Regions from separate parts of the Mus musculus genome. Here regions 1, 2, 3, 4, 5 and 7 are each linked to region 6. A link is a contact called in public Hi-C, HiChIP or PLAC-seq, capture Hi-C and promoter capture Hi-C data. All regions are on one chromosome and are shown on one strand. The core of a region is the stretch at or near the end of the contact, and the rest is flanking DNA. Distances in the headings are between cores, read along the strand shown. Region 1 holds the start of Mast3 (microtubule associated serine/threonine kinase 3). Region 2 holds the start of Zfp617 (zinc finger protein 617). Region 3 holds the start of Zfp961 (zinc finger protein 961). Region 4 holds the start of Pgpep1 (pyroglutamyl-peptidase I). Region 5 holds the start of Ifi30 (interferon gamma inducible protein 30). Region 6 holds the start of Ocel1 (occludin/ELL domain containing 1). Region 7 holds the start of Il12rb1 (interleukin 12 receptor, beta 1).

Region 1 (4,043 bases), core at 66-2,565, 580 kb after region 6:
TGTGGTGAGGGCTGGGATGGAGCCCTCCATGCCAGGCAAGCATTCTGCCAGCACAGCTATATCCCTCTTTCTTTGAAGTTACTCTTTGACATTCTTCATCTGTCTCCTTATCTGAGATCAAGGACTACCTTGAAGTCACCCCTAGATGTCCCAGAGGCAGGTAAACTGTAAGTGTTCAATAAATGTTTATCAAGTGAATAAATGACTGGATATGGGTTTGTGCTGCAGCCAGCAGCATGGGAAACGCCTGACGTGGCAAAGAGCCTGGAGGAGACGTGGCAGAGTCTCAGAGTGACTTGACAAGGATGAGTTGGGGAAAACCTGGGTGCATGTGCCTCAGTTTCCCCAGCTATCTTCTTGCACCAAATATAGGATCTGAGCTTCAAATCCGAGCAAGGCTCTGATCCGGTGTCTAAAAGTCCAGGGAGTCGGGTGCTGTCAGAATGACCACTGGCTACCTAGGACCTGGGGGAAAAGGACATATTCCTTTGGTTTGTAGTATATATGACTTATCGCCTTTGGTAATGGCTTTCGTGGCCATGCACACTGCGTTCATCGCAGACATCATACAGATGGGAAGGAAAGGGGAAGAGCCAGGCAGGGCTAACACCTCCAAGTCAGAGGGCAGACCCGTCACAGCCTGCACTACTAGCACCGCCAAAGCTCTACTCCGCCGTCCAGGCCCTAGCAACGCCCCACCTGCTTGTTGTGGCCCTAGCGACGCCCCGCCCTCACCGCGCAGTGCCCTAGCAACGGCCAGGTAGCCCCGCCCCCCCAATGCTCAGAACCATAGCAAAGCCCTGCCTGGGCTGCTGAGGTCCATAGCAACGCCTCGCTCTCCTGTCAGGGTGCCTCTCCTGGTGCTTAGAGCTCTAGCAACAACCTGCCTGTGTTGCTGAGGTCCATAGCAACGCCCCGCCCTTGCTACCTAGAGCCCTAGCAACGGCCAGGTAACCCCGCCCCCTATGCTCAGAACCCTAGCAAACCCCTGCCTGTGCTGCTAGGGGGCCTAGCAACGCTCACGTTAGTCCCAGAGCCCTAGCAACGTCCACTACGCCGCGCCGATCTGCTCGGGGCCCTAGCAACGCCCCGCGCTGTCCCTCAAGGCCCTGGCAATGCTGGGCACCGACAGGCGGGTTCTAACTGCGCTCCATCCCAGCGCTTCCGGCAGAGCTGTAGCAACAAAAGCTCCTTAGTTGGGGACCCTAGCAACGCCCCGCCTAGCACTGTAGCAACGCCTCGCCCCCCTTCCTCCTCCATCACGACGCCACGCCCCCTCAGGCTCCGCCCCGTGACTGGGCGGGGCTCCCAGCCGGGCTTCCTCCTTGCTACCGCGCGCGCTCCTTGTTGCCCGCGGCCACTGGGCCGCTCTACGGGGCTCAGGCCGAATCCGGCCGATCTGGCCGAGGCCCGGGCAGACGGAGGGCGGCAGCATGTCCGACCCCAGCTACTGGACCGCGGTCGCGGCCCCGGGGCACCGCAGCCGCCTGGCCAAGGGTGCGCTGCTACAGCGTTCCAAAAGGTAGGGACGGCTTGGGGCGCAGGGTCTAGCTGTGGACGCCGGTATTTGAACTTGGGACTCGGGCCTTGCAAAGCGATGAATTTGGGAAGAATGAAGCAGTCTGTTCTGGACACTCAGCGGAAATGTTGGCGCAGATGCAAATACTCATGGCCCAGACTGACGAGTGGGTGGCAGGTCTACAGCCAAGAAGGCATGCTTCTCCTCGGCCCAGGTCCTCCTTTGCAAGGCACAGAGGCCAAGAGAGATGGTGCCTCAACTGTCGACCCAGGTTCTAATTGTAAGATAGCTTTTACCGTGCGGTGTGACTCCAGGTAGTTCTTCAACCTCTCTGTGCTTGTGTTTCTCTGTATTTAGGTTAGCATAGTTGGGAAAAGTCTGAGATGCAAGGACCCTGAGTGCTCGATCCAAAGCTTCGACTGGGCCTTGAGATAGTGTGGTGCCTACCATGGCTTACAGGCCTTTTAGAGCAAGGAACAGTGTAAGCAGTTGGCATTTAATGTGTGCTCAAGTGAGATGATCCAGGTTCTCTGAGGCGTCCAATATGGTTGTTTTCAAGGTCTTGTCTAAGCATAAGGGAAAGGAACCAACCAGTCTCATTGGCTACCGGTGCAGGACCATGGGACAGCAGGGCAGGGAGAGGATGTGGCTGCCAGTGTGTGTCGTGTGCAGAGGGGGGGCGACAGGAAGTCTTGCAGGGCCCTTTGGGTTCCGCTTCTGCACCCACACTTCAGCCTAGGGGGCAATTCTTTACCCTCTTGGTAGCTGGTAGCCCCGATTTCCCTGTGTGAAGAGCAGGTACAGTTGGTGGGTCCCCCAGCTCAATGCTGGTTTGTACTGTGTCCACACCTGTGGCTTAGCTGACTCTGGGGGCGTGGCCTCCTGTAGGCAGGCTCTTAGAGCATAGGTCCCCCAAGGCCAGCTTCACAGGGTGTGTTGATTTTGTGCACCTTCTGGTTGTCCTGATGGGGAAAACAGAGCCTCCTGCAGCAACAGACAGGCTGGGCTCAGCTCCCTAAAACCTATGCCCTTTGCTGCCTGCGGCACCTCCTATCTTGGCCTGCAAACTGCCCTTCTGTTACCCAAAACCCTCCCTGCCTCCTTAGGGCCCCTCCTGTCGCTCCCTCCCTGACACTTTTACAGAGCTGCGTTGGTGGAGGGCTGTGTGGGCTGCTCTCCTTGCCTTCAGTCAGAGCCGCCGTTGCTGGGTGACTGTAGGGGGCTGGGAAGGAGGGCAGGATCCCTGTGACTTCAACTCTGCCAAGGTGGAGGCGAAGCTCAGGGTCTGGTGGGCAGAACGGGCCAGAGACCTGGGCTGGGGGATCAGGGCAGGTGGGCCGAAAGGGACATGGGTTTGTATGTAGCCCACACTGTAGCCCCCAATTCAGAGACTGGATTGAAGGGGTGTGATACCACAGACTGAAGCATTAGCTCTTTGGCAGGATCTTGGGAAGGTAGGGACAGCAGGTTCAGGGACAGGGAGGGGGAGTGGAGCTGGCTTCCTACAACCACAGCCTCTGGGCATCTCCTGTCTCCACCAGACATCTGGGTGTGCCTGGCTGCCATCATGGTGTAAGATGAAAGGCCAGGGGCTGGGAAGGAAGAAGTCAGTGTGTCCTAGTCACCTGACAGTGTCCCCACAAGGCTAGATGGGTGTTCTCCCACCATGTCATATGGTGGTAATGAGGATGGAAAGGGAACGTTGAAACAGTTTGTGTCCCATGTGTCATCGTAGGAGATCAGGCATTGAGAGTCACCTCTGAGTCTGTCCCAAGGCCAGCCTGTGCTATATGAGACTGTCTCAAGAATAAGAAGATATGTTTGTGCTGGGTGTGGTGTCACACACCTTTAATCCCAGTACTTTTAAGACTGCAGAGGCAGGTTCTGTGAGTTCAAACCAGCCTGGTCTACAGAGTGATTCCCAGGACAGCCAGAACTCCACTGAAAAACCCTGTCTCAAAATAACAAAAAGAAGGGGTATTTGCCTAGGGGTGACTCCCAATGGGTCTCAGAAACCCCTTAAAGGGACCAACCACAGGGGCATCGTGGTTGGTCTGGGCCAGCTTGCAGCCAGCCACAGCACACTCCCAACTATCCCCCTGTCCCTCAGTTTTGTCTTCTAACCCTGCTGTCCCCTCCACAGCTGCCGCAGTGGCAACCGTAAGAGCTTGGTCGTGGGGACGCCCTCACCCACTCTCTCCAGACCTCTGTCACCACTCTCTGTCCCAACTGGTGAGCGGGGGAGATCCAGGTGGGTGGCTGGGTCCTGCTGCCACCCCAAAATGACTGTGTCCCCACCTCCCCTCAGCAGGTAACAGCCCCCTGGACAGTCCTCGGAACTTCTCTGCTGCAGCAGCCATCAGTTTCCCCTTTGCCCGGAGGTAAGTGTCCTGGCCTCGCACGGGGCTACTAACCCTCATGGGGCCAGACCTGCCTGGCCCTCATTGATTTCTGTCCCCCTCCCTTGGCCCCTTCCTGCCCGGGTGTCTGGTGGTGGTCCCTCCTGCGGCTTCTACCCTCCACA
Region 2 (3,964 bases), core at 41-2,540, 550 kb before region 6:
GCTCAGTTGGTATACGGTAGATACTTGTCTAGAATGCATGAGGCCCTGGGTTTAAATTTCAGAGCTGCAAAACCAGGAGCTAGTGATGTGCTCATAGAATCCCAGCACTTGGAAGGTAGTCATAAGACTATCAGAAACTCAAAGTCAAGCTTGGCTGTAAACTAAGTTTATCAACAGCCTAGGATATGTAAGATCTAGTCTCAAACAAAACAAAAACAAACAAACAACAAAGCAAAACAACAAAAAAAATCCAAAACAAAGAAACCGATACGTTTGCAATTCACTATGATTTGAACTTGACCACGACTTAAAGTCCAGTCGTTTCCAAAAAAACTTTTATTACTGGAAAAAGGAGCAGAGGTAAGAGCAGTATTTAACCCAAGAGTAAAAGATAAACTTGAAAACCCTCAAGTACCATACTCACAGAGATGACGAAAATTGAAAAGTTCTTCCTCCGACCTTAAGTCAGAAGGGATAAAGATAGTCTCGTCATACTCTATAAAGGGATAATCTACCAAGAGGATATTACAATCCTAAATGCGGGAGCCGCATGTACCCATGGAAAAGAACTGTGACTGTCCCCTGAGAAGTTCCCTCACATCTCGGTATGTCTCAGTTTTCCCAGGTTCACTTCCATTAATCTCTGCGCTTAAGATCTATATTAGACATGTTTCTCGGGCCTGGAGAGATAACTCGGTGTGTAAGAGTGCTCGCTGAGCAAGGGTGAGAACCCGAGTTCAAATAAAAAACACCCAAGTAAATGCCAGGCATGGGGACAGAGCCCGGAGGATCGCTGGAGCTTGCTAGCAGGCAGCCTAGCCACAGGTTCAGTAAGAAACCCTGTCTCACAGGAATAAGGCGGGCCGTGACAAAGCAGGACACCGGGTGACCTCCCCTGGCCTCCGTGCATGGCGGGGCGTAAATTCTCACTCGCAAGAATTGTCTCCTAAACTTCCAGCTCGGCTCCACATCATCCAGCCTCGGAATCCCGCTTTCGACTGACTTTCCCTAAGGGGAAAAGCAGCTTTTCTGGAGCCGCAGGCGACAGTGCGCAGCCGCCCTTCGTCCCCCGGCGCAGCACCGGGATCCCGCCGCCCGGGACCAAGGGCGCCGCGCACAGCCCCGCCACTCGCCTGGCTCACCATGTCTGTGCCCAGGCCTGCCGCGGCTCCACAGAGGCTCCGGAACAGGCACTCACACGGCCGCGGAGGCTCAGCAACTTGGACTTCCTCAGCTGAGAGCTGTGAGGAGGGAAGCGCCAGCAAGAAAGATGGCGGGTGAGGAACTTCCGCTCCTCCCGCCGGCGCTGCTGATTGGCCAGCTCACACACTGGTGTCTGTACCGGGAGTTTCCGGCGGACCTCCCGACCTTTCCTAGGGTATGGCGTCATACAGCCAAGGACGCTAAACCGTCCGGGACTCCCACAGTTGGTTACTGAGAACCGCCCGGAAGGGAGATGGCGGACAAGGCGCTGCCTCTCGGCACCCTACCTGCCGCTCCTTTGGCCCTTATTGCTGGGCCCACAGATCCAGTCTCCGAAGCCTAAGTGACAGAATAAATTTATTCTCCCTCTTACTGACACAACCACTCCCTCTCCTGTCAACAACACTAATGAGATTCATTGGGACACACAAAGACATAAAAGATGAAAGAATTCGAGAGGGACAAGAGCAGGTAAAGGTCTGTGTGTGTATGAATATAAACAAGATACATGAATGAAAATGTTATATTGAAACTTTTCGTGTAATTAATACACGCTAATGACAACATTAAAAAAACTGTACTTTCCAGCAATTAAAAAAAAGCTTCAGCAGCTCTTCCACAAAGGACATTCTTTTTAGAAATGAGGTTTATTATAAAGTGCCTCAAGCCATGCTCAGCCCTGTAGGTGGAAGTGACATTAGACAGAAACAGTACAATTTATGCAGCTCTAAAAATAGGGCCTTAAGCCGGGTGTGGTGGTGCACACCTTTAGTCCCAGAACTCGGGGGGGGGGGGCAGAGGCAGGCGGATTTCTAAGTTCGAGGCCAGCCTGGTCTACAAAGTGAGTTCCAGGACAGCCAGGGCTATACAGAGAAACCCCGTCTCGAAAAAACCAACAACAACAACAACAACAAAAAACCAACCAACCAACCAACCAACCAACAAAAAAGGCCTTAAAAGAAGGGGCAGGGGGCCAGGCGTGGTGGTGCACGCCTTTAATTCCAGCACTTGGGAGGCAGAGGCAGGCAGATTTCTGAGTTCGAGGCCAGACTGGTCTACAAAGTGAGTTCCAGGACAGCCAGAGCTATACAGGGAAACCTTGTCTCGAGAAAAAAAAAAAAAAAAAAAAAGAAGGGGCAGGCTTCCATTCGAAGCCTGGCAGGCGGGTCTGGGAGGAGGTGATGTGGGGAAGGAGGTAGAGGAGATGAGGGGCAGGCAGAGGTGGACAGACTAACCTTGAGAAGGGGAGGGGAGAGCAGAAGAGCCTGAGATACAGCTTTCATTGTCTGGACCAAATCCCAGAGCTATCTATCTTCCTAAGGTGTCTCAGACTACTCCCCAGAACAAATAAAAAGGTCTGATTTTTTAAAAAATTACCTTTTAGGGGGCAGGAACTTTCATATCACTTGATATGTTTCAGCATAGTGTACCTGAACGGGAGCAAGGACGAGCCAGGTACTATTGAGAACTGTCACAGCACAACACACTGCTTAACTCTGTCCAAGTGAGGGCTGCATAAAAGTTACGAGATTGGGCCTAAAGGAGCAGGCTGGTAAAAACCAGCCACTTTGGCCCACCTTGAGGGCTGTTGGATCTCACAGAATCCCTGGACAAATGGCTGAGGTGCCTATTAATAGATAAAGCAGCCTCTGGTCAACTCTCCCAGCACTTCTCACCTTACTCCCTACCCTAAACCTCCACTGCCTGAGGCTGGGCTTCCTTTCCCCCAGCCTCTGATCCTGTTATCTTTTATTTCCTGGATCTCTCTTGGTCCTCTTTCCCCATTCTCTCCTCCCCTGCTTTCGGCAACCTCTCCTCTCATGGTCCGGTTCAGTCTGGACGCTTCTAGATTTCTTTGGCTGTATTGTTTCTCCTGTCTACAATGAACCTCTTCAACCATACCAAACAGCCTTCATGTCAAAAATTTTCATTCAGGGAGTAACCATTTCAGAACGCAGTGTTTTGGAGATGCCAGTACCATGAGATGACCACCAAGAGCAGCAGCAGCAGTGGAGTACAGGCATCTGGAGCCTAGAGGACGACGCGTGTGCTACAAAGGGCATGGCTGGAGAAGTGACCCAAGTCCTTGGAGGAGCCCAGAAGATGGTGAGTTGAATCCCAGACATTGGAGGGTTGGAGATTGATTTTTGCTTTTGATTGTGACTGTGCTCTGATATTTTCCCTCTTGAAGGAAGAAACTGTTTTAGTGGAGTCCACAGTTACGAGACTTTTAATTGTAAAAAGACTTTGGATTTTAAAAGAGATGGATATTTTAAAGAGATTGAAAATTTAAGAATATGTAAAGACTGTGGGACTTTTAAAGTTATTTAGACCTTGGGGATGAGTAAGAATGTAAGGGTTGAGGCTTACTAGTGATGTATTTGTGTGTCAAGTTGACAAGGGGTCAATTGTACTGGCTAGTTTTGTGTCAACTTGACACAGCTGGAGTTATCACAGAGAAAGGAGCTTCAGTTGAGGAGATGTCTCCATGAGACCCAACTGTAAGGCATTTTCTCAATTAGTGATCAAGGGGGAAAGGCCCCTTGTGGGTGGGACCATCTCTGGGCTGGTAGTCTTGGGTTCTATAAGAGAGCAGGCTGAGCAAGCCAGGGGAGGCAAGCCAGTAAAGAACATCCCTCCATGGCCTCTGCATCAGCTCCTGCTTTCTGACCTGCTTGAGTTCCAGTCCTGACTTCCTTTGGTGATGAACAGCAGTATGGAAGTGTAAGCTGAATAAACCCTTTCCTCCCCAACTTGCTTC
Region 3 (4,059 bases), core at 99-2,598, 580 kb before region 6:
CTCAAAGTGTCACTTCTGTTGTGGGACTGGGTCCTTGTTTCTGTCCACAAGCAAGACAGCTGTTACAGGGTCCAGACACAAGTTATGAAGTAGTACTGGTCAGTTGGGGGTTACAGTGGGCCTCTTACCCCCACCTCTTCTGTTTGTGGTGTACCAGGAAAAGGAGAAACCTACAGTAACTGAAGGTAAATTTTTCCAAGAAGATGTGATTTTTTTTTGTTGTTGTTGGGGGACAAAAGCTCATATATATGTTGCTTTTCTCGAATCCTAGAAACACATGGTCCCACCAGGTTTGTGCCCTTCCCCCAGCCTTGAGCAGGCTAAAGCAGACCTTGTTTGCCACTGCTGGCTAGCCCAACTGGGGTAGGGTCTTCTGACCTAGGTGAAGCTGCAGCTGCAGCTTCCTGCAAGAAGCCACTACCAGCTGAGCCTGTTTTCCTGATGAGATCCTGGCAAAGTGGGGGATGGGTTTCCTCCCTTTAAAAACCAGACTCAAGAATTAAACACTGGGCCTTGCTCAGAAACTCTGTCTTTGTTTCATTCCTCTCTCGTCTGTCCTTCGCATCCAGCCCCAGCTTTCTTTTCAGGAACCCAGTTCTCCGCGGCTGCTGGTGGCTATACAGGGTTGGGAATATTCACATAGGAAATGCAATTTTATAAAAAGTAGTAAAGGAAAAAGAAAGAAGGGGCTAGTGGGATGGTTCAGCTGAAAAGGCGCTTGCTGCCAAGCCTTAGACTGGCGTTCTCCAGGTTCCACAAGGTGGAAGGAGAGACCAGACTCAGATTACTGCCCCATGGGCACCTCGATAAATAAGTGTAAATTTAAAACATCAAAAAGAACACAAGCCGGGCGTGGTGGCGCACGCCTTTAATCCCAGCACTTGGGAGGCAGAGGCAGGCGGATTTCTGAGTTCGAGGCCAGCCTGGTCTACAAAGTGAGTTCCAGGACAGCCAGGGCTACACAGAGAAACCCTGTCTCGAAAAAACAAAACAAACAAACAAAAAAAAAAAACACCCCACAAAACCAGCCCAAAGAGCAAATTAACTCCGTGGGGACCCTACATAGTCCTTTCCATTTTACCCCTGAACACAAGCATACATGATCCCCTTTTACATTGCGGTTCGGCTGCGGGCTCTGGAAAAGGGCACCAGAGTCGGTTTGCAAACTCTCGGCAAGTCCCGAGCTTCCGACTGCGCAGAGCCCGCCACTCCTCTGCCCTCCGCTCCCACCCGCGTCTCTGAGATGCACTCACCATGGTGCACTCTCGTCTTGCCTGAGCTGCGCTGTGGCGGGTGTCACTGCCGCGTACCTTGCGCATTGCTAAGCCGCCAAGGACAGCGCCGAAAATGGCGGCGCCCGGCCTCCGAGAGGCTTCCCGCTGCTGATTGGACGGCTCTGCTATGAGCGATTCCGATTGGCTTTAGAGTCCCTGATAGACAGGACCAGCGACCTATCGCCTTCAACATAGTCCGGAAACTGATGTTCAGGTCTGGGGTTCGCAGAGGCACCCCACAGCAGGCTCAGGTCTGACTGGGCTTGTGCGCCTGGCTGAAGGTGAACGAGTGAGTTAGAGTTGCGGGCTAATCCTAGACTGTTTAGTGAGAGGTTAACCTGGGCTGCAGGAGACCTTGTTTCCAAAAAGGACACAAGAAAAGCCAGATTTATTCGCGGAAAATTGGGTGTGATGACACACACAACCTGCCATCCCAGCACTGGGGAGATGGAGGGAAGAGGATTTGGAGTTCAAGGCCGGCTACTATAAAAGTTGTTGTGGGGCTAGCCAATGTAAAGCTTTCTTAATCTAAGGCCAGATGAAAGGACAAGGCCAGGGTCAGACTTGACAAGGTCCGGGTTGTGTCCAGAGAAGCGAGTAAGTCCCTCACCCCCAACCCCTTCTGTAACCCCACCCCACCCCCACAACCCAGGGCTGTGGATATCATTTCTAAGGCCACTATGTGCTTGGTCTGTGATGTATTTCAGATATCCTGTGTTCCTTTTGTGTAGCATTACTGATAAGGTTCCCTGTTCAATTGGGACTGGTAGAGGTGACTTGGAAATAATTAGAAAGTAGATAGGCAACTACAGAAGCAGAATTGCTCTTTAATCAGAATGTTGTGGGATATTAGCCAGAGAAGATTGCTTGGACATGGTTTAAGCCAATAGAATGTCTTTATTAACTGGTTGGCAACTACACTGGATGTTAAGGATCCTATTGTAGTACTGAGGGCCTTTCTCAGGGTGAGCTCTTAAACACAAAAACCATATTCCAGGTCAACATGCTTCAGTTAGCAAGATCAGTGAGCCAGAAGCAAAACTATAGAAGCCAAAAAACCAAGGTTTGTACATTTAGAGACTTTCCCAGAACTATAGGCTTTGATTGGCAGGTGGTGCTGTCTATGTGCTGAGTTTTACAGACCAAATGTCAACTCCATCATGGAGTCAGTGGTCTCCATGCTCCTAAGGTCTGGGGCTTGTTCTAAGAACATCTGAAGGGCAGCAGTCTCCCTGAGGAGTAGAGACTGCAGAGATACCACCAGGCACAGTCTTTAAAGCTATGCTTGGCCCTTTCCCCCAACCCTGTCCTGCAGATGAGACCTCCTTCCTGAGCTTCACCCCTGGCTTTAGTTTCAGGTACTGAGTCTCCTCAGGCGATCAAGTGTGATAATGACCTACTTATCGGTTGGTCTTCTCTTGGTCCTCTCTGAGTCTTGGGGGTGCCCTTGACAGATGTAACTGTGATCTCTCGCTCATCTATGGGAATGGTGTCATTCATACCCTCTCATTTCCCCTTGGGATACCTTTTAGAAAAATCTCTACTGAGGCTGTCTTTGCTAATTTGTAGGTTCTTCTTTCTTCCACTCCTTTATATACACTTTTTTCACCCTATCAACCCCCTAACACTAGGTAGAGAGAGAAAAGGATATCAGGGAAAGGGGGCAACATCACTAGGCTACTTCCTGCTAATTATGGGCATTGAGTTCCTTGGGGACAAGTTTGCCCTCAGGATAGCTAATTTCTTCCTCATCTTGTTTCTTCTTTGTGCATGACTACTTAACAAACCATTGCTAAAACTCCTGAAAAGACTCTTTTCCAAGAAAGGGCAAATGAAAGTAGTGTTCCCAGGAAGGAGACAGTCACTATTATGACTTCACAGGGTCTAGTTTATGTTATAGGAAACAGGTTGTGGGTGCCTCTGAAATCCCAGGGGAAAGATTATAAAATTCCACAACCCACTGATGACCCTCTTCCGTATACTGGAGCTTACAGGAATGGAGACAAGAGAGAAGTAAACTTGTCTCTTGGTTTAGTCTGCCTTTCTTGGAGAGGTTAGGAAGGTCTCGCCCTCCTTGGTGCTTGTTAAGTGAAGAACAGCAGGAACAATTGTTTAAGAGGCATAGTTACTGGTTAGAGATACTCCAATCTAGGGATGAAGGATGGCATTCAGAAGAGAGTGCAAAAGAATGGATTTTGGGTTGGTATAAAAAAGATGGTCAGGCCTTTGAGCAGAGGCATAGACTGAAAAGACGCTGTGCCAGCTGAAACCAGGAAACAGAAAGTAAAAGCCGCAGGCCAGGGATGACTATCGCAGTGTCTGTCTTTAAGTGCTTGAGGTTCACATGAATTATTAAAGCTTTTTCTTAGAATTCTGTCTGACCTTTATGTAACCACCTGATCTAATATTCGGTAATCATTGCTAATTTTTGGTCGATATAATCTGCTGCTTTGATTCAGTAAAGACACATCCAGCTCCAGCCTTGTGTGGTGTCTGTCACTCACTAAATCTCTGCCTACTGATCCTTCTCCCTGTTCCTATCGGACTGTGGCTCACATCCGAGTCTGGTTTATCGAAAGAAGTCAACCGGGGCAAACATGGAAACGTGTCTCAATTCCTGTCTTGCAAAGGGATTTTTACAGTATACCAATCTAGATCCTGAGACCCCAGATGTAAAACAACTTAAGACCTACTTCTCCCAGAGTTTCTCTGATTTAGGGCTAAGATATCCCATACTTGGGGATCCACCTGGGAGGCCAGCAGGGGAAAAGGTCAGATCTAACTT
Region 4 (3,782 bases), core at 57-2,556, 710 kb after region 6:
CGAGGCCAGCCTGGTCTACAAAGTGAGTTCCAGGACAGCCAGGGCTATACAGAGAAACCCTGTCTCGAAAACACCAAAAAAAAAAAAAAAAAAAAAAAAAGATTTTTAAAAATATGAAACATTAGAAAAATGGGACCTCCTTAAGATGAGCCTAAACGATGTCCAGGTAGGGGATGGAAAAACAGCGTCCTTAAAAGGAGATGACAGTCGGAGAAGGACTGCAGGAGGAGGAAGTCTGGGCAGTGAACAGCTAGATGTGCAGGTGAGCAAAGGCTCTGGGGTAATAAGGTGCAACCTGGAGCCAAGGAAAGGAAGTATTCCAGTTAGCCATGTTGGCAGAGAGTCAAAGCTCTTCCTCCTGCGCCCCTCCCTCAGCTTTCTGCTGAAGTGACACTTCTGTCTTCCTCAGAGCCATGCCTCGGTGTCCTTGTTTGTAAACTGTGATGAGTGAACACAATCAAATTGTTCCCCCGCCCTATGTCTTACAGGAAGAGAAACTGAGACTGAGAAGGTTGGAGCGGAGCACACTCCCATTGCCCACTTACGTGTTGGAGGCACGTTTAAAATTCAAGTAGGGGGAGGGTCCTGGCAGCGAATAGGCGTGGCCAGGCAGGGGGACCAGGGGAGATGGCCTGGGCTGGTCGATACTTGGGGCGGGGCATGGCTCCAGGTACCTTGTGAGCCCTGCGGCCACAGGGAACCTGGCGGTGGTAGACTGGGGGCGGAGCCTAGATGGAGACCCGGTATGCATGCCCAGCTCAGTGTTTTCAGTGGCATAAAGGGAAGGGGGGTCGGGGTCGTTGCCCTAGGTGGGTTCAGGGCGGAGTAGATTTTAGAAGGAAGAAGTTTCAGAGAGCATGGCCTGAGCCAGGGATGTCATGGGTCGCGGGTGTGAACGTGGACTGCGGCCTGGCCGAGGGGCATTGGAAGGATCTGCACTTGCGTGGGAGTAGGCGGAGGTACATGACCTGGGCCCAGTTGTTTTAAGGATGGGTTTGGGAGTGTCTTGGGAGCTTGGGACCTGGCTGGAGCGTGACCCCGACCTGAGAGTTTGGAAAGCTCCAGGCGTGTGATTCTTGGGGGCGTGGTGGGTCCCTTACAGGACCTGGAGGAGGGTCTTTGGAAGACTGGGGGCGGGGTTGGCTAGGGGTGTGGTTTCTAGGAGGCGTGGCCTAGGAATGGCCTGGCCCGGGCGTTGGGGTCCAGGGTGTAGTGGTGCGCTTGGGGCTCGGCGGAACCCGGGGGGCCGCGCAGGGGAGCGTACAGCTGGTCGGGGGCGTGTCCGGGGCGTGTCCGCGCAGGCCCAGCGTTAGGGGGCGGGGCCGAGCGGCCGGGCGGGGCTCGGGGGTCCGTGTCCGCTCCAGTCCCTACAGCCAGGATCCTAGAGAGTGCATTCCACCATGGAGCAGCCGCGGAAGGCGGTAGTGGTAACCGGTAGGTGCATCTGGACCGGGGCGGCGGGGCAAGTGTTCGCGGTTGCCAGAGGTTTGCAGTTGTCGCCGCCCGCGATAGCACCGTTCGGTCCTGGTAACCTGGAAAGTCCGGGGTCACGCGGCCGGGAGTTCGGAGTGCGCGGGGACTAGGGTGCAGACAGGTCACCTCGCGTACTGCAGTCCCTCCCTGCCTCTTCAGAGCTCTGGCATGTCCCCACCCGCTGACCCCGGGGACAAAGGCGGGTTTACGGCCAGGAAAAGTCCCAGTGACATACGATCCGCTCAGCTTCTGCTCCTGGCACCTTGTATTGTTGGAGGGGCCTGCAACCCGGTTTGGGGCAGGTGTTGGGCCTGGAGTCAACCTGACCCCGGAATGACCCAGGGACTCTAGAGACCAGCTCCTACTGTCACCAGCACCCCCGGAAGCCAACTGTTCTTATTTCCAGGCCTTGGAGGAGGGCACTCGGGTTAGCCTCTGCCCTGAGAGGCCACAGGGAGTGAGCCAGGAAAAACTCCCACTCCTACAGGTGTTTTATAACTGAGAAAGGTTGGGACTTTCTCCCTGCTGTTCCCTGCAGTACAAGTGTGAACGACAGTGTCCCTGATCCATTGGAGCATTCTGGGGGTGGGGGTGTTTATTTGGTTGGTTGGTTTATTAAGATAGAGTCTCATTCTGTTGCACTATCCTGCTGACCTGGAACTTAACTCTGTGACCAAGGCTGGCTACAAACCCAGGGTGATGATTTAGCTTCAAACTTCCAAATGATAGGGTGAGCAGCATGTGCCACCATGATGAGATGCCCCAAGATGTGTCCTCTACCTGCTGTCCTGAGGTATGGTGGCTCTCTCTTAACCTCTTAACACTGGCAGCAGGCTCTTACCACCTGAGTTACACTAACCCAGGTTCTTAGATGTGTGTGTGTGTGTGTGTGTGTGTGTGTGTGTGTGTGTGTAGAGGTTAACCTTGGGTGTCATTACTCAGGCTCCATCCACCTCTGTTTTGAGAAAGTGTCTCAATTTAGGACGCATTCAGAGGTAGCATTTTTCAACCTGTGAGTCACGACCCCTTTGTGGGCCAATTGACCCTTTCACAAGGGTCACCTCAGATTGTGGGGAAACACAGATTTTTATATTATGATTCATAACAATAGCAAAATTACAGTTATGAAGTAGCAAAAGAGAGAAAGAAAGAGAGGATGGCAGCATTAGGAAGGCTGAGAACCCCTGCTCTAGAGCTTGCCAGTTAGGCTAGACTAACTGGCCATAGCGCCCCAGACTGCCTGTCTCTGCTTCCTCAGCCCTGGGAATACAAGTTTGTGCCTCCTCACCTCCGGTATATGGTGCTGGAGAGCTGAACTCGGGCCCTGTGTGGCAACTGACTGAGGTATCTTTCCAGCTGTATTTATTTATTTTGAAGCAGGGTCTCATGTAGCCTGGACTGGCCTGAAACAGTCTTGGAGTCTGGGTCTGCACCATGGCACCCAGAGGCCAGTGGGCTGGTTTTTGTTTTTCTCAATTTAACTTTTCTTGGCAACCCAGTGGCTAGAGAAGGAGGCCGAGTTACCCATATGGGATAAATCCCAGCCTCTTCCCACTCCTGCTGTGTGACCTGGTAGAGTCAGCCCCCTCTCTGCGTCACTTCTTGCTCATGACAGTTAGGCCCTGGAAACCCTGACTTCAGAGGGAATGGAGCCAAATGCCACAAGGCCTTGGAGGTCTGTCTTGGTCAGAGATAGGACCTGGAGGTTGAAGGTTGAACTGACCAAAAGCAGAAGCAGTCTGGTGTCCACCCAGCCTGTCCTGGAGACACCCCCCTCCCAGTCTCTGTGAGCTAATCTTAAAGTAGTGGTGGTCCACAGCCCCACCCAGACAGTGATAGAGTAGTTGGATTTTGGCTGGAGAACAGAGCATTGAAGAGAGAGGCTAACTAGGTCCTCCCAGGTGTGAGGACCCAATTGGGACAAGGAAGCCTGTGCCTGTCACCCCAGGACTCAGCAAGTTGAGGCCACAGCCCATAGCTGGGGCATACCAGGAAGGACTGGATAAGAAGCTAGAATAGGGGTGTGTCTGGGGATGAGATTTCAGAACTCAGGTAAGAAGAGAGAATAACTTCTCTTTTCCTGTTTTCAGGATTCGGCCCTTTTGGGGAGCATACTGTGAATGCCAGCTGGATCGCTGTCCAGGTAACTCTGATCTGGGGGAGGAGCCTCGCCAGGAGCTGAGTATCTTTCCAAGTACTTAATACAATTTAACAGTGAATTTTAACCTTGACTTTTTTTTTTTTTAAACCCAAGATGTAATTCTATATAGCCCAAGCTCATGATCCTCCTGCCTCAGCCTCCTGAGCAG
Region 5 (4,041 bases), core at 610-3,109, 600 kb after region 6:
GGAACCGCGCTAGGTGGTTTCCAGGAACTCAGGCCTGGACACTCGGGGCCGGGCGGGACCCGCCCCGCGGACCCCAACTTCCCCTCTTAAGGTCGAAGTGAAACCAGTCACAGGGGGTTACCCCGCAGCTGCCGAGAATCTTCCCCACTCTGGCGGGCAAAATACAAACTCTGGCCCTCGCCCAGGCCCTGCGCTGTTCTCCAGACTGTGCAATCGCCTCCCCTTTGGGACAAGGGCCCTGGGTGTGTCCCTGCTCCCTGGACCCCATACCTGCCCAGGGCGGATGGGCAGCAGGTTTTGTACGGTACATTTATTGATACGAATATGAAACATTGTACCTGTTGGCTGAGTGTCTTTGGGGACTGGAATTCCTAAACCCTGTTGCGAACGACAGACTTTGTCCTGCCAGTGGCCATGCCCCATACCCATGTCCTGGCCTGCCAGGGACCCTAAACCCAAGAACAGCCCCTCTTCTGCTGCCCCAGCTCCAGGGTGCTCGGACAGACACAAGCTGTGACGCCCATGTCGTCCTTAACTTCCTCATCAGGAAGAAAGGCAACAACCTCCCAGCCACCCAGGCGGGTGTCGCCTGTCCCTAGTCTCCCTGATTTGTGAGGGGAGACCAAGCTCTGGCCCTCTGCACACTTGCTGACCAGACCCCAGGATCTGTGCTCATTAGCAAAAGTCCTGCACTAGGGTAGGAACACATCAAGACTTAAGCCCATGAGTACTTTGCCAAGTGCTCCCATTCCCCCTCCAGCGCGTTTAGGCTCAGCTAGGACAGTAACGGACAGAACCCGTCCCTGACCCACTACCCTATGGGTTCAGTTGGCCTTGGTCCATGCTGCATCCTGCAAGTGACCTAAGACAAACAGCACCTTGTGACCCCAGAGCCTGGGAAGCTGAGGCACAATCACAAGCTTATTAGCTGGGGAGACAAATCAACAAAAGAGAAAACAAATGTTATCCGTACTCGTGGCCTCAGGGGTGGTCTCTGCCCAGCTTGCAGAGGGGTGAGGGTTGGAATCAAGACTTGGTTAGAACAGAACTCAGCATGTAGCCATCCCAAATCGCCATCCCCTCTAGCTTGCTGTCTCCTACACAGAAAACCCGGTTTTCTCACGCTTGGAGCTGGAACTTTTCCTGCTGGTGCTGCTGTTCTGTGGCCTGTCACTGCTCCAGGGACCCAGGGTTCAATTCTCAAACTGACTTGGTGCAGAGGCTCTCACAGCATGATCCTTTCCTGGCGACTCTATCCACAGTCATGTGTCACTAGCACCCCATTTCACAGACTGGGAAACCGCAGCTGATGGAAAAGGACAGTGTCTGGAGTCCAGGCACATCTCCAGTCTCACACTCAGTTGCTGGAAGCAAGTACCTCAGCTATGTCCTCAACCCAAGCCAGGGCCCAGAACCAGAGATGGGAAGTTGCCCTGCCTAAGCTAGCTTCTTTGCTGTGGCCTGAATCAGCGGAGGTGGGGGGATGTGCCGGGCGGGCGGGGCTGGCTTGCTGTGACCTGGAGTCATGGCAGTAAGAATTAGTGATGAGAATGTGTCACTCCCCCACCTCCGCTGGGCTCTGGGGAAGAACATGAGCCTCCTGTCCCTCGGTCTGGTCGTCACTGTCTGGAGTCCCCCTTCCCATGCCTGATCCAAAAACTTCACGTGACCAGACATGCTAGCCGCGGAGGACTGGAGGCTGGACAGAGTCTTGTGGCCTCGTGATTTGGGACCAGCACCTGGCTGGGGCGGAGCCTTCAGGAAAGGAGTCCCAGGGTTAGAAGGAGCCTGGATGGGGCGTGGACTTAGTGGGTGGGGCCTCCACTTGCTTAAAGTCTCCCGCCTTCCTGGCCTGACCAAGCAGTCCTGCCAGCTTTTTCCTCCGCAGCCATGTCCTGGTCTCCGATCCTACCATTTTTGTCCCTTCTGCTTCTGCTGTTCCCACTCGAGGTTCCCAGAGCAGCCACTGCGTCCCTTTCGCAAGCATCCTCCGAAGGCACAACCACCTGCAAGGTAGGGACCGCAACGCAGGAAGGGGCCCAGGGTCAGATGCCCGCCAGTCTGTCAGCTTAGGGACTTCTCTGCACTTATTCCGTGAACTCGTTTTGGGGAACTCCAATGTCTTCAGGGAAAGCTGTCACGCCCAGGGCCGCCACCCCTAATCCAGTCCCTGAACTCTGAGTACCGTGTCCACGTCCTTTCTCTTCCCCATCTCAGGTCTGAAAAATGCAGCTATCCCCTGCCCGCCTTGCCTGAGCATTTATCAACCACCTACCGGATATGTCTGAGTGAAGAGCTGAGGGATGGGCACGCGCACGGGGTGTGTGTATGTGTGTGAGGGGGGGTGTTCTGCTCCAGACCTGTTGAATCACTGTCTGGTCTCCACCCTCACACAATTCTTGTCGCTTACGGTGTGCGTTCCAGCCGAAGAAGAGAGGGGGCTAGCGTGCTTCTGACCTGGAGCAAACACATGCCCCGCACGCCTAGATCCTTGCTCAGACTCGGCCCGCCCTCCCCGGGGACCGGAAGTCTCTGCACGCATCAGGCACCTTCTGTGTCTAGTCGGGCATCAGACTGGGTGAAGTTTCCCTGGGTCCCTGGAGAGGAAGAATAGAGTCTTCGTGGGTGAAAGGCATCGCTGTGATGCGCAAAATTACAGAGGTGGGGAGGGAGGAGGGACGGAGAGAGATCAAGCGAGAGAGCATGTATTTGGCTTCAGAGTGTGCATCTCTGAACAGACAAAGCTGAGCGAGAGAGCAGCAACTAGAAATATGCATATCTTTTTTTTTTCTTTTACTTTATTTTACTTTATTTTGATTTGGTTTGGTTTTCTGTTTTGTTAATGGAGGGGACAGAGTCTCAGTGTAGGGCTGACTGTCCTGGAACTCACTATGTACAGCAGGCTGGCCTGGAACTCTTCCTCTGCCTCCCGGGTGCTAGTGTTGTCTTAGCACTTCCTGAATATAGTTAAAGATTGTGCATTCGCTGAGCACCTACTGTTTGAGAGCCTGTCAGGTTCCGTTTTGTAGATAAACTGTGATTGCGGAACAGGATCTAGAGTCTCGAAAACCTCAGAGGGGGAAAAAAAAGCCTGGCGGTGGTGGCGCACGCCTTTAGTCCCAGCAATTGGGAGGCAGAGGCAGGCAGATTTCTGAGTTCGAGGCTAGCCTGGTCTACAAAGTGAGTACCAGGACAGCCAGGGCTACACAGAGAAACCCTGTCTCTAAACCCCCCCCCCAAAAAAACCCTCAGAGGGCCCGGGATGTGGCTCACTGGGAGACTGCTCCCCCAACACGTGCAAAGAAACCTTTAGTCCCCAGTGCCACAAGGCTGAACGAACTATAAGGGTCTTGGCATAGGGCTGCCCTCTTCAGGGGTGACCGGGGCCATACCTCACCAGACACCTCTCTTCCTTTCAGGCCCACGATGTGTGCCTCTTGGGGCCACGCCCATTGCCCCCTTCACCACCTGTCAGAGTCAGCCTGTATTATGAGTCCCTGTGTGGAGCTTGTCGCTACTTCCTCGTCCGGGATTTGTTCCCAACCTGGCTGATGGTGATGGAAATCATGAACATCACCCTGGTGCCCTACGGGAATGCACAGGTACTGGGGGCGGGGCAAAGAAACTGAAGCAGGAGGGATGCCAAGGGACAGGAACACCTGGTCACCTGAGCTCACCAGGAACACCTAGTCACCTGAGCTCACCAAGATCCATTGCTATCTTGCAGGAGAGAAATGTCAGCGGTACGTGGGAGTTCCACGTGCCAGCACGGGGAGCTGGAGTGTAGACTGAACATGGTGGAGGTAAGCTGGAGTGCGGACCTGCGGTGAAGGGAGGCGGGATTGGCCACTTTCTCTGGACAACACTTGCCTGCCTCTCCAGGCCTGTCTGCTGGATAAGCTGGAAAAGGAGGCAGCGTTCCTAACCATCGTCTGTATGGAGGAGATGGATGATATGGAGAAGAAACTGGGACCGGTGAGTTGTTGGGTGGGAGGTTGTGCCGCCCTGGCTCCAATATCTAGGCAGGGGATCCATTCCTGA
Region 6 (4,214 bases), core at 1,362-3,861:
TTACATTGGGGTCAGTTTGAATTCAATTTCTTCCCCCAAGTAACATATTCCTGTTTCTAAAGTTACCATAAAGAAGGTGGGGACAGATTGAGATGTGAATTTAACTGTTGATGTGTGGTGATGAAGGGAGCTGGGGGAGTAGCCCAGCAGTGGTGGCACATGCCCTTGGTTCCAACTCATGGGAGGCAGAGGCAGACCAATCTCGGTTCAAGGCCAGCCTGGTCTATATAGTGAGTTTAAGGATAGTGCTAAACAGAGAAACCCAGCCTTGGAAAACAAAAAATACCAGGGAGTTAGGGGCCCAACTGTGGAGTGGGACTGAGTGAGATCCATGCCTATTGAGCCCGAGGCCTGCGTTCAAGCCCTAGCTGATCTACTTTTACTACAAACTCCACACATGTGGTCCTCTCTGTTGGAAGACATCTTCCTAGGAGACTCCTGGCCTGCAAGTGGCCTGGGACTTGTCATCCTCAGTGGCTCAGGTTAGTTTCATCTGAGGAGCTATGCAGAGTGGACAGGATCAAGGTGTCCTGGATTGCGCCCCTGCAGGCAGGCCCCAAGCATTGCCCAGCCCTTACCCCTAGTATGCCCCATCACAATACTTATGCCAGGCTGCCCCAACTCATGCCTTCTGACTATGCCCCCTGGAATCTACACAGCCATTGCCCCCATATGAGACCTCAGACAGGTCTATGAACCTCATTTCCCCTTCTGTAAAATGAAGGGATGCTTTTAGGTAGCTGCACACAGTAGGTGTCTAATCCATGTTTACTCCCTGGAAGAACTGGTGTGGTTTCCTATTGGAGGAGGAGCCCGCCACCATCTCCAGGACACTCAGAAGTACACAGAGTCTTCACTGTTGCTGTCCTGCTGGTCATCAAATTTGCGGATCTGGGCCTTGAGGTGCCTGAGTTTACCCTTCAGGTAGTTACAGCGAGCCTGCTTATCCAGGAAGCCAGGATCCTAGGGGGACAAGAGTTGAGGAAGTCCTCCTGGCACTGTAACCAGAGGCCCTCAAGCTGTTCAGCTTTGATTACATGGTCCCAGTCTCAAGACAGCACCACACACACACAGCCCAATCTGTGACCCCAGGAGTCTCCACTCACCCCTCGCTTCTTCTCAAACTCTCTCCTGACATGAGCTGCCATGCGAGCCTCCTTCTGAAAGGGCAAGGTGGGAAGGGGCTCAGAAGGGCCACCATGACCCTGACAGCATGCCACCCAGTAGAAGCTGCACAGCCGCAGGAAGCTGGGGCACAGGAGTTCCTGGGCTGACCTGGCTTCGTGGCGGGGGCAGCGACAGCAGCAGGGCCTCCAGTTGCTGGAGCTTAGCCTGTGTGGCCCCCACCTCCCGCTGGAGCTCCGAGAACTCGCCATACTGGTCCTGGAACACTGCGGCATAGCGGCTCCGGTCCCTTCTGTTGGTCACTGGTGGGTACTTACTACCAGGTTGGAAGGGGTCAGTCAGTGTATAAGTAGAGGGAAATCTGTCTTTCCACCCATCATGGCAATTGGCTTTTCTTCTTCTTTTCTTTTGGTTTTTTTGAGACAGGGTTTCTCTGTGTAGCCCTGGCTGTCCTGGAACTTACTCTATAGACTAGGCTGGCCTCGAACTCAGAAATCCGCCTGCCTCTGCCTCCCAAGTGCTGGGATTACAGGCGTGTGTCACCACTGCTAGGCCCGGCAATTGGCTTTCCTTTGCCAGTGCTGACCACCAAATCAAAATGCCTTCTACCACCAATTCCGTTTCCTAATTTCATAAACTCTTATTCGCCCATCAAAACCCCAGCCTCAATGCCCCTTTCTGTTTCCCAGGCATTAAGAAGCTCTGAGGGAACGTGGGTATGATGAATTCAGGAGACTAAGGTAGGGGCTATCTTGGACTAGACGACCAGACCTGGTCTTACAACGAGTGGGCACTCACAGCTCGTAGTCAGGTACTGGGTTGAGGCGGGGTCCCAGATCTCTGGGATGCTTCTCAGGGTGCAGTGGCTCCCGGGGGCGCAGCTCATCCGCAAACACGATCTTCCGGGGCCTCACGCAGAGCTCTCCCGGCCCGGGCTGGCTCTGCGGCCGTCTGGAGCGCGGACGCTCCGGGGCAGGCATGCGTGGGGCTGCAGCTCTCTGGCGCCCCCTGGCGGCAGGGCGCGAATTGCAAGTGGCTTCCGGGCCTGAGAGCCTGGCCAGAGGACCCCGCCGGCCGCGCCTGGAGGCGGGACCTGCATGTATTTGCATACGCGAGCGCGGTTGGCTGGCCGCGCAACCCAGAGTGCGGATCCCGGAAAGGGGCACTGACGAGGCGCCGCGACGTCACCGCGGCGTCATGCTCGAGAGTGGCTGGCGGTGCAGCGCGGGCCCCGCCCCATTCTTGAAACCGGAAGAGCGCAAAGCAGCGGAGGGCGACTGGGGTCCGAGTCGAGACGACCCCTTCGCCTCTTGCCTCGCGGGGTTACGGCCCACAAAGCTTCCAGCCCCCGCCCGCCTGTGGTTATCCGAGGATCCCACTCGGTGTCACCTGTCCCAGAGCCCCGTCTGGCCCTGCCGCCGGGAACGCAGCTGTGCAGGAACTGCGGGTGGAGCCGTTGGCACGGGCGCTCGGCCGCTAGGGCGGGGCTCTCAGGGTGGGCGGAGCCTGCGGCGCGTGTTCCTCTCTGGGTTGGAATCAGCCCTTCACTATGCTGTTTGGCCTATTCATTTACCCCAGTCTATTGGGAAAATAAGGTAGTTTTTTTTTTTTCTTTTCTTTCTGCTTTTTTTTTTTTGTTTACCAATTTATTTTTTTCTTTAGCAATTGTATTATTTTTGTGTGTGTGTGACCTTGTACATACTCAGAGACCAATACAGGTCGTTGAGTGTCGTACAGCCCTACTTTTTTTTTTTTGACAGTTTCTCCGAAACCTGATGGTCCCTGTTTAGGTATTCTGGCTGGCCAGCGGGCTCCAGGTAGATCTGCTTGTATCTCCCTCCTAGCACTGGGTTGATAGGTTCCTGCTCCCCACCTCTGCCATTTTACAAGAGTACTAGGGGTTGGAACCTAGATCTGCATACTTGAGTCACACTCTTACACTGAGTCATCTCCCTAGACCCTAAGAAGTGACGTTTATTATGCTAACTATGTGTGTGTGCATGTCAGACTCCCTGAAGTTACCATTACAGTTAATATATTTATTTTTAAAGATTTATTTCATGTATATGAGAATATTGTAGCTGTACAGATGGTTGTGAGCCATCATGTGGTTGCTGGGATTTAACTGATGACCTCCGGAAGAACAGTCGGTGCTCTTATCCACTGAGCCATCTTTCCAGCCTATCTATCTATATTTATATACACACACACACACATATATATGTATATATATTTTTTTTTGGTTTTTCGAGACAGGGTTTCTCTGTGTAGCCCTGGCTGTCCTCACTTTGTAGACCAGGCTGACCTTAAACTCAGAAATCTGCCTTCCTCTGCCTCTCAAGTGCTGGGATTAAAGGCATGCACCACTACTCCCGGCCCAAATATATTTATTAGTTTTTAATTTTGTTTTTGTTGTTGTTTTTTGTTTGTTTGTTTGAGACAGGGTTTCTCTGTATAGCCCTGGCTGTCCTGGAACTCACGCTGTAGACCAGGCTGGCCTTGAACTCAGAAATCTACCTGCCTCTGCCTCCCAAGTGCTGGGATTAAAGGCGTGCGCCACCAGTGCCTGGCTAAATATAGTTTTTGATTGGCTTTTTTGTCCCTAACTCTTACTGCTTATTTTGCTCATGCTCTGGGGTGGAACTCAGGCTGTCAGGCTTTGTGGCAAGTGTCTTTACCAACTGAGCCGCCTGACAAGCCTTTCTTGTGCTATTTTTGGAAGATGGAGTCAAGGTCCCACTATGTGGCCCTGTCTGGCCTATAATTTTCTGTGTATACCAGGCTGGCCCTAAACTCAGTCTGCCTCCCTAGGGAGGGGATCTGCGTGGCCACTGCTCTCCCAGGCAGGTTTTAACTTTTCTTCCTGTTTTTGAGACTTGGTTTTGTTGTGTATTGTAGGCTGCCCTACGCCTTTGGAGCAGAGTGGCCAGGTGAAGGGCTGTAGGCTGACTTCAGGATAGAGGTGTCCTGGCTGGCACCACCCTGCAGCCCAGGCACCCCCTGCAACACACACACACACACACACACACTGCTAGCACTGAAGACATGTGGGTTGGTGTGCAGGCTTTCTTGTTTTATTTCAGCCTGGG
Region 7 (3,806 bases), core at 860-3,359, 560 kb after region 6:
AGCCTGTGGGAGATTGTGGCGGTCTGAGAAGTGGGGCTCCACAGTGTACCACCATCCCTGTGTCCCCATGCCTTCCTCCAATCCTGCCCTTGCTGGACCTCACAGGGACAGGGCTAACTTCCACCTCAGCACCTACCTGCACAGGAGGGAGGGGGAGCCCCCTAAGCAGGATAAGCAGAAAGACTTTCCTTTGCACACGGGCAGCCCTCGGCTTCCTACCTGCACAGGAGCTGCACCCCTGCCCTGCAGGGTAGACAGGCTGATCTTTACCTCATTAGCTAAAGATGACTATGAACCCCTAGTGCCCCACACTACCCCTTACTCCCACTCCCGGAGTCTTCCAAGGCCTGGGATAACAGCGGATTGGGGACCCTGTTTCTTGGGGTTCTTTTGTGGTATTTGTTAAGAAATATAAATACTTCCCTTAGGGACTGAGTGCAAATATGTAGCTGGTAATTGTCCCAAACACTGGCCCATCTAAATAACAGGTGCTTAAACCCTGAGACCAGGCTGCAAAGGAGGAGGGGCCAAGGCGACCTATGTTCATGAGTGCCTGAAAGGGACCAGCAGGGTCCAGTCGTGCAGGGGCTGGGAAGGAGGGACACACATGGGGTAACATGAGGCAGAGTGTGGTGTGGCTCTCAGCCTGGGAGGACCTGTGTCGGACCTGAGGCTCCCTCTGGGAACGATGTCTTCTCAACGCAGCAGCCATCACCTGGGCCTGAGGCTGAAAGACAAGCGTGAGTCCTGTGAGCCTGGGAGAGCACAGGAGCGAACATCAGCTTGCCCACCCCCGAGTCCGTCTGTGTCTGTTTGCTATCAGCACAGCAGCCTGCAGACCCACACATCCCTCGCCCACACCCCTACCAACCCACCCAATTCACCCACCCCACACCCCAAAAATCCACCCACCCACTCAAACGCTCATTCTCACCCAACCTGTCTACCCACCCATTGTCCATCAGTCCGTCCTCTCTCAGCCGTCATCCCTCCCCCAGGTGGCCCATGGGTCCCTCTGTGACTGCCAAGGGCACACACAGGAAGGGGGGTGGGGCAGCACATTTGCCCTAGAAAAGCAAGCTGCTGAGGAGGGTAACAGCCCCACAAGTGCACGATCCTGGTAGTCAGGGGCAATAACAGTCCCCGGGGGATGGTGATGTCCTGTGGGGATTCCACTGAGGTGTTCCAGCACCAGGGTCTCCCTAGAAGCCTATGTAGACACAGAGTGTAGACACACCAGGCAAGGACGCCAGCCTAACTGGAAGCATGTCAAGATTGTCCGGTGAAATTGGCCTTTTGGATTCTAAGGTGAGGGTCTTCTTCCCTCCCCTGGTGACCCCAGCCCTGCAGCCTGAAGTCATGCTTCCCTCTCTGCCGCCTCAGGTTCTAGGATGGTAGCCCTCTGTAGGAGGGGCCCTTGCCTCTTGCTATGAGTAGCACATGGTATCCTCCAAAGGCCTGCAGCTCTTTTGCTGGGGCAATCCTGACTGCTATCCCTGGAGCCAACAAGCTACAGATGCCTGGCCTACAGAGGAATAGAGAGGCATAGAGAGGCATAGAATTTGCCCAGAGTCACACAGCAGCCATGACTGAGGTGGATCCACGGGGCCCCGGCCCTTCTCAGCCTGGTCCAGGCGTTGTCCTGATAGGCACGGCCTGTGCATATCCCATGTATGAGAGTCTATGGCAAGCTGTGTGCAGAACATGCAATCTTCCATGTGTCTGCCATCCCTTGAGCTTTTCTTGTTTAAGAAGATGGGAGATTGGAATGGGTCAGACTCCTCTGAGAGGGGAAACTCAAACCCGGACTTAAGTTAGATCCAAGGCCACAAGGACAAAGAGGAAGACGGCCTCAGAAACCACCAGGCCATGGAGCCTGTAGGCTGCCAGGGACCCCTCCCTACCCAGGAGAGTGGTGCAAGGATTGGTGGGGACTCACCGCCTAGCTGGCAAAGCAGGAGGAAGGTGATGTGTTTGCTGGTCCCTGCCAGCCCCATCATGTCCATGAGGAGCCGAGTCGTGAGGCCCCAGGAACTTCTGCAGGGCTGAAGGGGCCCAGCCGCCTTGTCCACGCTCAGAAACACACTGACACTGAGAGAGAAAGAAAGTGAAGAGGGGGAGAAGAAAAGAAAGAAAAACTCATTGTCTCCAGGCCAGTCAAAGTGAAAGCAAAAGCCAGGAAGTCAGCCCAAAGGTGGGGGCCCCTCTGCACTACAAACCCACCTTGGGGTGAGTAAGCCTAGAAATCTCTTGGAGGGTTTTTTTTGGGGGGTGGGTGGGGGGTGGGGACAGGGTTTCCTGTAGCTCAGGATGAACTTAAATTTACTCTGTGGCTGAGGCTGGCCTTGAACTCCTGCCCTCACATCCCTAGTGCTGAGATGACAGGTGTGTATCACACCTCTCCTGATCCAACGGGGACTGGGGATGGAGCCCAGAGCTTCCTGCATGCTGTGCAGATAGATGCTCTAGAAACTGAGCCCCCACCTGCAGGTTGCATTTTAAAGTCCATTTTCTAGTACAGGGAGGTTGAGATAAGGGATGGCCATGATTTTTGTGGGCAGCCTGTACTATATAGACAAAAGGAAGAAAGAAGGGAAGAAAGAAAGAGAGAGAAAGAAAAAATTAAGTGGTATGACCGTTCTTTAAACATGTCATCAGGGGAGGAGAGAAAAAAAAAGATGTTATCAAAGCACGGTGGTGATGGTCCACACCTTTAATCTCAGCACTCAGGAGGCAGAGGCAGACAGATCTCTTGAGTTTGAAGCCAACCTGGTCTACAGAGTGAATTCCAGGACAGCCAGGGCTACACAGAGAAACCCTGTCTCAAATTAAAAGTTCCAGGGCTCACACAGATGATAATCTTTTGTGGGTTGGGCATAAGGGGAAACTGAGGCCTATACAGATGAGTTCATGGTGCTCTTTTGGGGGGAGGGCAGCTTGGAGCAGGGGCTATGTTCTCAGGACAGCTGGCTCAGCCTGGCCCAGGGTCAAGTGTCCTGAAGGCTATGAGGTCAGCAGCTCTGGGACAATGAGGCTGTGTCTCTGCCCTGGCACACTCCACCCGTGTGACCCACACAGACTGGCTCCCTGGTGCTCACAGGGAGGGACCAGGGGCTGGGGGAGGGATGGAGTCAGGGAGATGGAATAGACACACAGGGAAAGCCAGGTGCAGTAACACAAACCTGCCATCCAAGCACTTACCTGGAAGGCTGAGGCAGGGGTACTGCTGTGAGTTCTAGGCCATTCAGAACATTCTAGGTCGTGGAAGAGTATAGCATGAGTTTGACCTGCACCCTGCCCCCACCATTGTCTTAAAATGGCCTGCTCTCAGAAAGACTGCTATGGCTGACTCCACATCACAGATAAAGAAACTGAGTCCAGGGGCCCCAGTTGGAGGCAAAGAGATGGAGTGATTCAGCATCACGGGGGCCAAACTTGGTTCTTTGGGAGCTGTCCACATTCTGCCACCATTGCCTTCACACAAATACATGTATCTGTCTCTGTTTCCCCCAACAAGCTGCATGTGAAGGAGGCCGGGCTGGGTGAATGGCAGCCAGGCAGCTATAGTCGGTGCTTGGTGGCAGCAAGACCATGGCCTCAAGCTTCTTCAAGTGCCAGGCTGGGGGGCCTGCCTAGCTAGGAAGGACCTAGGGAGCCATGGAGGGTGTGTGAGGTGGGGAGGAGATCCCAAGCACACTGGGGTGCTGAGTTTCCCCTTATTGAGGTCACATTGTGGGGCACTCACACGTGTCTTCCTCCCCCACCCACAGGCTCCTTTGAAAGCTCAGTATAGATAGCTAAGTGCC

The links. A called contact is a pair of places that touch in the nucleus more often than the background predicts. HiChIP or PLAC-seq counts read pairs in DNA pulled down with a chosen protein or histone mark. Capture Hi-C pulls out chosen DNA fragments and counts their contacts.
Region 1: a Hi-C map of neutrophils shows a contact between it and region 6, with 2.7 times the contacts expected there. The contact joins the promoter of Mast3 here to the promoter of Ocel1 in region 6. A contact is called at or near these places in 2 of 39 promoter capture datasets (embryonic stem cells and stem cell-derived epiblast-like cells), 1 of 15 datasets of contacts at CTCF or cohesin (large pre-B cells), 7 of 484 Hi-C or Micro-C datasets (CD8 T cells, bone marrow-derived macrophages, embryonic stem cells and 1 more), 18 of 115 datasets of contacts at active chromatin or transcription factors (cardiomyocytes, embryonic forebrain, embryonic hindbrain and 11 more) and 3 of 9 other capture datasets (adipose tissue, liver and pancreatic islet).
Region 2: a Hi-C map of forebrain shows a contact between it and region 6, with 5 times the contacts expected there. The contact joins the promoter of Zfp617 here to the promoter of Ocel1 in region 6. A contact is called at or near these places in 1 of 39 promoter capture datasets (hippocampal neurons), 2 of 484 Hi-C or Micro-C datasets (forebrain and uterus), 2 of 115 datasets of contacts at active chromatin or transcription factors (astrocytes and memory CD8 T cells) and 1 of 9 other capture datasets (liver).
Region 3: a contact with region 6 is called in a Hi-C map of the MNK3 cell line, with 6 times the contacts expected there. The contact joins the promoter of Zfp961 here to the promoter of Ocel1 in region 6. A contact is called at or near these places in 1 of 484 Hi-C or Micro-C datasets (the MNK3 cell line) and 1 of 115 datasets of contacts at active chromatin or transcription factors (memory CD8 T cells).
Region 4: a contact with region 6 is called in a promoter capture Hi-C map of adipose tissue, with 2.0 times the contacts expected there. The contact joins the promoter of Pgpep1 here to the promoter of Ocel1 in region 6. A contact is called at or near these places in 4 of 115 datasets of contacts at active chromatin or transcription factors (embryonic stem cells and pancreatic cancer cells) and 1 of 9 other capture datasets (adipose tissue).
Region 5: a capture Hi-C map of embryonic stem cells shows a contact between it and region 6, with 4 times the contacts expected there. The contact joins the promoter of Ifi30 here to the promoter of Ocel1 in region 6. A contact is called at or near these places in 8 of 39 promoter capture datasets (the 3T3-L1 cell line, the SN4741 cell line, cranial neural crest and 5 more), 2 of 15 datasets of contacts at CTCF or cohesin (embryonic stem cells and large pre-B cells), 14 of 484 Hi-C or Micro-C datasets (CD8 T cells, bone marrow-derived macrophages, cerebellum and 3 more), 23 of 115 datasets of contacts at active chromatin or transcription factors (craniofacial prominence, differentiating embryonic stem cells, embryonic forebrain and 11 more) and 4 of 9 other capture datasets (adipose tissue, embryonic stem cells, liver and 1 more).
Region 7: an H3K4me3 HiChIP or PLAC-seq map of fetal liver shows a contact between it and region 6, with 3 times the contacts expected there. The contact joins the promoter of Il12rb1 here to the promoter of Ocel1 in region 6. A contact is called at or near these places in 4 of 39 promoter capture datasets (hippocampal neurons, liver, pre-B cells and 1 more), 2 of 484 Hi-C or Micro-C datasets (embryonic stem cells and neutrophils), 17 of 115 datasets of contacts at active chromatin or transcription factors (astrocytes, bone marrow-derived macrophages, cardiomyocytes and 11 more) and 2 of 9 other capture datasets (embryonic stem cells and macrophages).

The regions. Positions count from the first base shown.
Region 1 is chr8:70,789,705-70,793,747 of GRCm38.p6, reverse strand. Mast3 (microtubule associated serine/threonine kinase 3) reads left to right here and starts at 1,315. Exons shown (of 26, transcript NM_199308.2): 1 at 1,315-1,522; 2 at 3,663-3,751; 3 at 3,828-3,900. The coding sequence starts at 1,434.
Region 2 is chr8:71,920,151-71,924,114 of GRCm38.p6, reverse strand. Zfp617 (zinc finger protein 617) reads right to left here and starts at 1,290. Exons shown (of 4, transcript NM_133358.3): 1 at 1,143-1,290. The coding sequence starts at 1,145.
Region 3 is chr8:71,948,355-71,952,413 of GRCm38.p6, reverse strand. Zfp961 (zinc finger protein 961) reads right to left here and starts at 1,348. Exons shown (of 4, transcript NM_001164581.1): 1 at 1,254-1,348. The coding sequence starts at 1,319.
Region 4 is chr8:70,657,262-70,661,043 of GRCm38.p6, reverse strand. Pgpep1 (pyroglutamyl-peptidase I) reads left to right here and starts at 1,306. Exons shown (of 5, transcript NM_023217.4): 1 at 1,306-1,434; 2 at 3,564-3,616. The coding sequence starts at 1,401.
Region 5 is chr8:70,764,481-70,768,521 of GRCm38.p6, reverse strand. It overlaps Ifi30 (interferon gamma inducible protein 30), which reads left to right and starts at 1,859. Exons shown (of 8, transcript NM_023065.3): 1 at 1,859-2,013; 2 at 3,420-3,602; 3 at 3,728-3,757; 4 at 3,759-3,803; 5 at 3,883-3,975. The coding sequence starts at 1,891. 6330537M06Rik (a long non-coding RNA gene) reads right to left here. Exons shown (of 2, transcript XR_003947402.1): 2 at 947-2,597. Pik3r2 (phosphoinositide-3-kinase regulatory subunit 2) reads left to right here. Exons shown (of 16, transcript NM_008841.3): 16 at 1-346.
Region 6 is chr8:71,369,695-71,373,908 of GRCm38.p6, reverse strand. It overlaps Ocel1 (occludin/ELL domain containing 1), which reads right to left and starts at 2,611. Exons shown (of 4, transcript NM_029865.2): 1 at 1,924-2,611; 2 at 1,276-1,441; 3 at 1,107-1,160; 4 at 220-963. The coding sequence starts at 2,234. The coding sequence ends at 835. It overlaps Use1 (unconventional SNARE in the ER 1 homolog (S. cerevisiae)), which reads right to left. Exons shown (of 8, transcript NM_025917.4): 8 at 4,177-4,214. The coding sequence ends at 4,200.
Region 7 is chr8:70,806,752-70,810,557 of GRCm38.p6, reverse strand. Il12rb1 (interleukin 12 receptor, beta 1) reads right to left here and starts at 2,109. Exons shown (of 16, transcript NM_008353.2): 1 at 1,940-2,109; 2 at 668-727; 3 at 1-3. The coding sequence starts at 2,006.